2 separate regions of the Pan troglodytes genome follow, and region 1 is linked to region 2. A link is a contact called in public Hi-C data. All regions are on one chromosome and are shown on one strand. The core of a region is the stretch at or near the end of the contact, and the rest is flanking DNA. Distances in the headings are between cores, read along the strand shown.

What was found. Hi-C and Micro-C count contacts between places; a contact is called where the count stands out from the background.
Region 1: a Hi-C map of stem cell-derived neural progenitor cells shows a contact between it and region 2, with 7 times the contacts expected there. The contact joins the promoter of PPP1R12A here to the enhancer-like site in region 2. A contact is called at or near these places in 1 of 7 Hi-C or Micro-C datasets (stem cell-derived neural progenitor cells) and 1 of 1 datasets of contacts at active chromatin or transcription factors (stem cell-derived excitatory neurons).

Annotation. Positions count from the first base shown.
Region 1 is chr10:86,729,103-86,733,053 of NHGRI_mPanTro3-v2.0_pri, reverse strand. It overlaps PPP1R12A (protein phosphatase 1 regulatory subunit 12A), which reads left to right and starts at 2,100. Exons shown (of 25, transcript XM_001163581.6): 1 at 2,100-2,657. The coding sequence starts at 2,421.
Region 2 is chr10:86,201,763-86,205,871 of NHGRI_mPanTro3-v2.0_pri, reverse strand. All of the region lies in intron 9 of SYT1 (synaptotagmin 1), which reads right to left. Among named protein-coding and RNA genes, the nearest start is that of MIR1252, 11 kb to the left of the region's middle. Within about 2 kb of position 2,196, at least 2 of the 24 cell types and tissues checked have an H3K27ac peak or open chromatin away from gene starts, as enhancers often do. A contact at or near this core is called in stem cell-derived neural progenitor cells, where this site is marked.

The DNA of each region.
Region 1 (3,951 bases), core at 851-3,350, 530 kb before region 2:
GTGAGCCACTGTGCTGGGACTGTGTGTGTCAATAAAAAATTTTGCTTGTTCTAGAATTAACCCAAGGTCTTCAGTACCATTAATTCACTAACAACAATTAAAAAAATCCTCCCTAAAGACAAAGTAGGTGGCAGTTTCAGAGTACTTTCAATATTAACATAGAGCGTCTTGACCCTTAGAGCCACGAAAAGAAGAAAAACTAAATTCAGTGAAATTTGCACATGATAACAGCCCTCCTTGGTTGGCTGTTTTTTCCCTGACAGCTTCTGGAAACTGAATGAACTTAATTATGTTTTATTAATAAACTATTATTAATTTTGCATCCTGAAATAAGTGCTTGAATCAGGAATAGCATACTTCCCACTAAATTCCTTTTGCCTGAATGAAATCTTCAGATTCCCATCTATACTGCATGGGCACTTTTAAGAGCTACCACATAGGCCATAACGTTCTTGGAAAACAGTATATGCTGTCAGTTTGCCTAGGTAGAGACAGGAGCTGACAAGGCAATCCTCAAGTTCCTTTCTTTTATTCTGAGAGCTGTATTCTGTGGATAGGGATTTTGTATTTTAGTGCTAACAATGTTTTTCAATACCTAACACCATGAGTATTCAAAGGTCTAATGTTATCTTTAATGTATGTAATGAACATACAATGATACAATGGTACATCTTATGAATATTACATTCATTTTCTATTCCTACAATGTTTTCAGAGGAAATATTTTTACCCTGACCTGGATTCTATCGCTATCCTAATAATTGTGGTTCAGAAAATTGTCTCACAGGCAGACAGTTTCCTAATCATGTTTTACTCAATTATTTTATTTCTCAATATGATAGGCTGTGAAGTAGTCCACTGGAAAAGGCATCATGCTGAGAGTAAGAAAAGCTTATTTGTTCACTGCTCTATCTCCAGCACCTAGAACAATGCCTGACCCAGAACAGGTGCATAGTATTTGCTGAGTGAATTCTAATCCTACTTCTGGGTAAAATTAAGTAAATTAATTAGTTCTAGAGGGACTCTGTCTAGATGACCCCTAAACTTCCATGGTAAGGTTTTGTGGTTTTTATCTTGGCTTTTCTAAATGCTCTAAAAATAGTAGTGGATGGTAACAATGCAGTGTTCAGTAAAATCAATTGGTGGAGATTGTTGATAGATGGCTCATAAGACATCAGTATTACAAATCCTATGTGTGTGCGCGTGTGGTCATACAAGGCAAAGTTAAAGTCTTTTTTTTATGACGATGATAAATTAGTCTTGTTTGGGCGAGTGAACTCAAGAGGTGGTTCAAATAAATGTCATATTTTTCATTGTATCTTCAGTGCCTAGTACAGTTACTGGCTCATAGTACGTATTCAATAAATAGTGGTTGAATTAATTGCCTTCATTAACGTTCCGTTTAAATGCTAGACGCAGCTAGGTCTTTACCCCTCCTTGGAAAGAGATGGAACTGTAACCAGAAATCCCTTAAAAGGTAAGGACCAGTAATCAGGCTGAGCTAAGCTCATGGGTAGTACGAGACAGGCTTAAAGCACTGAAGGAAGAAAGACGAGAACCCAAGCGTGAGAGAAAGCAAAACAAAACAAGTAAAGAGAGGAAGAAAAACATTTCTAAAGTGGGGGTTGGCAGGAAGCCACCGCAATTACAGCAGGTCAACCCTTGTCAATAGGTGGTCACCTCAAGAACTTACCATTAAAACCCTCGGCTACACAGACCCCACTTTTAAAAGGTTATTAATTCTGACATGTCCAAGTTCATCTGAGTTCCTTAGAAAGAGCAACCAGCAGCACCTACTTCACGACCTATCCCCCATTCCATTCAAATAACGCAGCCAATGGGAAAATCCTCCGCCCTGAGCCAACGACTCGGCGTAGCTGAGACAGCCCGGGAGGCAGATCTGCCCTGTAGAGCCTTGCGGTTCCACTGCTGGCCTCCGGATTCCCGGGAGCCCCCAGCCCGACAGGACAACCTTCCTTCCCCGCTTCCTCCTTTCCAGGTCCGTCCCAGCCCCCGCTGCCTGGGCCACACCCTCTTCCCTCCGGTGGCCCAGCCACCCCCGCCGCAGTTCGCGGGAGCGCTCTTCCTGGGGCGGGCGCAGTCCCAGGGCGCATGCGCACTGGTCGAAGGGCGCCTCCCAGTCCGGATCTCGCGAAGTTACGTTAGATTGGCCGCCGGTGACGGGTGGCCGTGCTGGGGGCGGGAGGGCTTCTGTGGTAGGAAGGGAGGTCCGCTCGGCCGGGTGCGCCGCCCCAGTGCTCTGTGGGATACTGGAAGTCTCGAGCGTCGGCTCCGGGTTCCCAGCCCTCCTCTGGCCCGCACTCATAGAAACATTCACACACCCCCTGCCTCCCCTCTCTTCCCTCTCCGCCTCCCCCTTCCCCCCCTCGCGATAAGAAGACCCGGCGGCAGGAGAGGGGATGAAGATGGCGGACGCGAAGCAGAAGCGGAACGAGCAGCTGAAACGCTGGATCGGCTCCGAGACGGACCTCGAGCCTCCGGTGGTGAAGCGCCAGAAGACCAAGGTGAAGTTCGACGATGGCGCCGTCTTCCTGGCTGCTTGCTCCAGCGGCGACACGGACGAGGTCCTCAAGCTGCTGCACCGCGGCGCCGACATCAATTACGCCAATGTGGACGGACTCACTGCCCTGCACCAGGTCTGTGCGCCCCGCCGCCGGCTCTCCTGACCGTGAGGGTTCTCGTCGGCCTCCTGCTCGGGCCTGCCCTCAGTTCTCCACCTCTTGAGGCTGGGGGCGGCGGGAGACTCCCTGCTGCGGGATGAGGGGGCGGTTTCCCCAAAGGGCGGGAGGGAGAGCTGGTGGAAGGGAGGGCGCTGGGCTTGAGGCCCCCCTTCAGAACAGTTGCTGGTGGAGTTGGGAACCGGGTGATTTCCGGGGCATAGGGGAAAAGGAACTGTGGTCGTCTTGGGGCCCCAGGGCCATTCGTGGATAAGTCTGGGATTTGGGGTCGAGACAAGGAGGGGTGTAGTGGGGTTGTGCCTGGGCCCCGGTGTCAGTGGTATATTCGGAGGGGTGGATGCTGAAGGAAGAAAACTAACAAGGGGCATTAGGGACGGTTAGGCAGATGAACATCTTTGACTTGTAGGTGGGCATTGGATTTGTTGCACTTTTTAGGACTTGATTATAAATGATGATAATAATAGTAATCTAGAGCCCTAAGCTGAGTGCCCTGAACGAACGATTTCCTGTTTTCTCATTTATTACTCTTGGTCACTGGGGAGGGGAAAACAGGGTGTAATTAGCTGATCTGCACCGGCTGAAAGGAAGGGGATGGAAGTGGGTAGAGTAAAGAAGCCCTCTAAAGGGCTTGCCCACCTCCGGACCGGAACGTGTTGAGTCTGATACCCGAAGTTTGCCGCAGTGTCAGAGATCCTTGAGCCCCAGGTCCTGGGGTGTGCACTGGTGTTAGAAAGAGAAGAATAAATAGGGGACACTCTTTTCAAAGCCGGTTACCAAGCTCTGGTTTTTCTTTTGGGGGTGGGAAAAAAGAAAGCTGGTCACAAACTTTTCTCAAAATGGATGCTTTGTGCATATTAAAGTTTTATAGTAGTCTGATTGGGATCTCTCAATGTTAGCCAAATAAGGAGAAACTATTGGCAATCCAGAGATAATGTTGCCTTGCCTTTAACAGGCCAAAAGCAACACAACCACGTAGAGTTATGCATAAAAAGCAATTTTTAAGTGATGGTAATAGGTGACAAAACATAGGCTTTTTCTATTTTTTTAGCGGGCAACTTGGAATAATTGTAATAGAAAATGACTTTGCAGCAATAGCTTCCCCTTAACAATGAAAAGACTTGTAAGCTATCTCAAAGTTGCCTTGGTTGTGTGTGGAAGATGCATAGCCTTATTTTGAGTAATGTTGTAGTAAAAACTTGTTTGGGAGGTTGAAACTCAAGGCTTTATATTTCATGAATATTAACTTGACGCC
Region 2 (4,109 bases), core at 947-3,446:
AAATTGTATTGAACTCCAACACAATCAATACATGGATAGGCAAGTAAGGTATTTCTTTAGTAATAGTTCATATTGCTGCAAAATTAAGACAATGTAATTTGTACCCTGTGAATATACATGATCAGCCTATTATTCTCTTTTAGCAACATGAAACTTATTCTCTCAGTTTTCTTCATGTGGCTAATTTGTAGAACAGAGGGATAGGGTGCTTCAGGGATTCAAACCTTGATGATGATGAAAACTATTTTGTTAACATTGCCTCTGTAAACACACTCAGCATTTCAAAATAATTTTTGAAATGGCCATGAAGATATGAGCAATAAAAGAACACACAGCATTAATTCCTCCCACCCCCAAAAGTGTAAGACATTATTAGAAGTGAAGTGAACAGAGTAAGAAAAGGAAAAAAACAGTTTAGAGTGATACTTTTTCTTTCTTTCATTTTTCTCTTTAATCAATGCAAATATTCATGTTTTCATCTCTGTAGGATTCTTTCCTTGCTGCATTCCACAAGCCCAGAGAAACTCGCTGGAACTCATACAAAATCCTCTCCTACTACCATATAAGGAATCAAAATGTGTAGCAGAAACCCACTGCCAAGCCGAGATAATCAACAGGGAATGTCTATGCCTTCAAGCCAAATGAGTGCAGAAAAATGATCAAGGCAGCAAAGTAAATAATAAAACTGAAAACTGGCTTTAGATTATGGTCTTGTCATGCACCCCACTCTCTAATAAGGCTGTTCTGGACATTTCTCTACCTCTAGGCCATTCAGGTATAAGAAGCTAGTAAGGTCTAATTTTGATATGAATAAAATTCACTCTAGGTCACAAGCAGAACAAAGTGAAGTAATATATCTTTGCCTTATTAACGATATCAAAAATTTTGTGCAGTTGCATGGCTTATAAATCCTCTACCATAATACCAAACTGATACTGCAATACTTTAAAATTTAGACATACTTTTTTTCAAATTTTGAAAAAAGTCTGTAAGTGTGTGGCAGTTACCAGAAAACTTTCCAGTTACATTGTTTTTGCTCGAAGTGAAATTGGTTAAGATTAATTATATTTTCCTTTTTTAATACATGGCACTTGATCCATCATATTCTTGGCTAGAAATAAATTTTTAATTAATATTTGCACCAAATTAATAGATGTTTCAAACCACAACATGGTGGTTCTGGAATTATAGCAAGGGACAGTATGCTGGGTTATATAATTAAGGCTTAGCAATTATCTAGTGGATTAAACAGACCATTGTGGAACTAACTGCTTGCTTTATTAAGACGGTAATGATTACACCTGAGAATGTAATGCTGGCCCGATGAGAAATTTGACCTTGCTGCCACATTTCTTGAGTTTTAAAGGAGGCAGAGGTAAGAAATGAGGAGATCAGAGAACAGAGGTTCCATAAATCAGTACCACAGATGACAGGAGCATGGATAAGTGCATAATTGTAGACTCAGGATAAAGCAAAGAATTTAGAGCTATTACAAAGTAATTTGTGTGCCATAACTCTCCGGGAAATTATAATTATCAGAGAAATAATAGACTCATAGTCAAACAGCTTCTGACCATATTACTTGGAAAAAAAAAAAAAGAAAGAAAAGGAAAGAAAAAAATGTGGTCTAGGAAATTTGGAGGCGCCAGGACAAATTCAAAGAAATGACCTAAAACCAACCAAAATGTCCTTCTTGTATTTTTATAGCATGTCATAGTTTAGAAAATGAGTTTTCCTGGCTGTTATCTTACTGAACCCTTTGTAAAGTCTGTGAGGAAGACTTCTTTATTCCCTGAATCCACATGAGAGCATGGGCTGAATCACCTCGCTAAATGACTTGCTCAAAGTCTCAGTAAGAATGTGCACTGGATCTCCGATCCTTGCTCCTTCCAATAAACCCACTAATGCCAAGCTAAGTGGGCATATCTGTTTATTTCCTGTAGGGCTCCTCCCTTCCTCTGCAGTGAGACTTAGTAAAAGCTCCCCACAGTGTTCACTTGGTCGTTCAGCCTTCAATTTGAGCAATTTCTAATTCTTCAATAGTTGTGAAATTCAGCAAGGTCTGGGATCTTGGGCATATTATTTAGCCACCTTGGCTTTGGTGAGGCAAAACTGCAGTCCAGAATCGACAATGAACCAATAGGAAATCCCCTCTGTTAGGACTAGAAAGGGCTGCCCAAATCCTTGGCTGCTACTGCCATCTCCTGTTCAGAGTAGCTCACCCAGGATTGCCTGTGCATACATTTGCTTTAAATTCAAGTGTAATACCCAGGATAAACTGATTTCAATGAGAGTCAGGAATATTCCCCATGCATTTAAGGTTCTCCATTCAGCCTCTTCTCGAAGCAACATCTTTTGGTGGTGGTCAGTGTTAGAAGGCAGTTTGAACAAGATTAAGAGGATAAAACTGTTGTTCTTCTGGGAAGAAGAGGTCACAATACAGTAGTGATGTGATCAAAGATGGAAGGAAAGAAGACAGCAATGTCCTTCTCCTGTGAGTATACCAGAGTAAGGACAGCCACATCCACTCTAAAACTATAATGTTCTTTGCTTGGACTGTGCGTAAGAGAGTTGCAAAAACCACAGCAAATTACATCCTCTTCTGATTTCAGGAGGGGCCACCAAATAGTCTTTGATGTATCTCAGAGTCACAGACTCTGTGCTGTAGATACATCCCACCTAAAAGTGAGGTCAAAAATTGGGATGGAGGTGATTCACAAAGAAGACTGTATCTTCTCAGAGCTTAGTATTTGCATTTCTGAGAATGTGACGATCAGAGCTATCCCAATGTTATGACAAATGGGGACAACTATCCCAGGTCTCAAACTTTTCTTTGACTTCATGGCTTCCCAACGAATGGTGGTAGCAACTCTAGAGGGTGGCTAGATCACTCAGTTGTGGTGGGGAAGTGAGACGAAGGCGTGGTGGTACTGTCATGGTCCTACCTCCCTCATCAAGACCTTTACCATACTTGTAGGATGGCATCTTTTCTTCTCAAAACTGGAAGAGACTACTCTTATGAGTCTATTTTCCTTTCAAGGTAGTTCCTGATGCTGAATTTAAGTTTGTTTCACTCAAATAATATTAGTGGTATAAGTACAGAGTATGATTAGTCATAAGTAACAGATCATCCCGGGGGAGTTCTAGTGATAAACCCAGAGAAAAGAGTGTATCATGGAGGATAAAAAAGAATACAAATTACTTATTTGTCAGGGCCTGTGCTAAGCACTGTCACATGCCATCTTAATACTTGCCATAGCTTGATGAAACAAGCATTATTATCCCTTTTTAACAGATAAATAAACTGAGGCTCAGAACCATGAATTAACTTGTCCAGGGCCATAGGGATAGTAAGTGATAATGGCAGGATTTGAATCAAGGTCTTTATGGCCTCCAAAACAGGGTAGTTCACCTCTACACCAGAATAATAATGGCTGCAGTAATAAAAATAGCAGACATTCCGGGAGGGCTGACATGTGCCACACACTTTTCAAGGACTTTCAAATATTAACTCACTTTCTTTCTCACTACAATTCTGTGAGGTAGGTGCTATTGTGATCAATATTTTATTGAAAAATACAGAGAATTTAAGCACTTCCCCAAGATTACACCACTATTAAGTAGCAGAACTGGTATTCAAACCCAGATAATCTGACTCTAAGCCTGTGCTAATTGGTGAAAGTTATCAGAAGCAGCAACTAGAGATCAGAGTGAGTGACACTTAGGTGCTCAGTGTTCCTAACATCAGTTTTCTATCACTGAATAATGTGGACAAGACTTTAAAAAGTAGCATGAGAATAATGATAGTGCTGGATCTGGTTCTAGCTTTATTTCTTGGTTCTCTTCAAACCCTTTTGGGCTAAGTTAAGGTTCATTTCTGCTGCCACCAACTTGGGCATGAGGTTGATTTATGCAGCAGAATCTTTGGAAGTTTCAGAGAGTGTATAGAATAAGGTGGAAATCAGACCTATAACATGTAACCCTTAGAAGCTCAGAGGCACTATCTTGCCCCAAGGGTCACCTCTATGCTTGAGATAGTGCTTAACCTGCAGCTACAGACATACCAGTCACCACAGTGCAGTGCAACTTGTGATTGTTGTTTAGGAAGT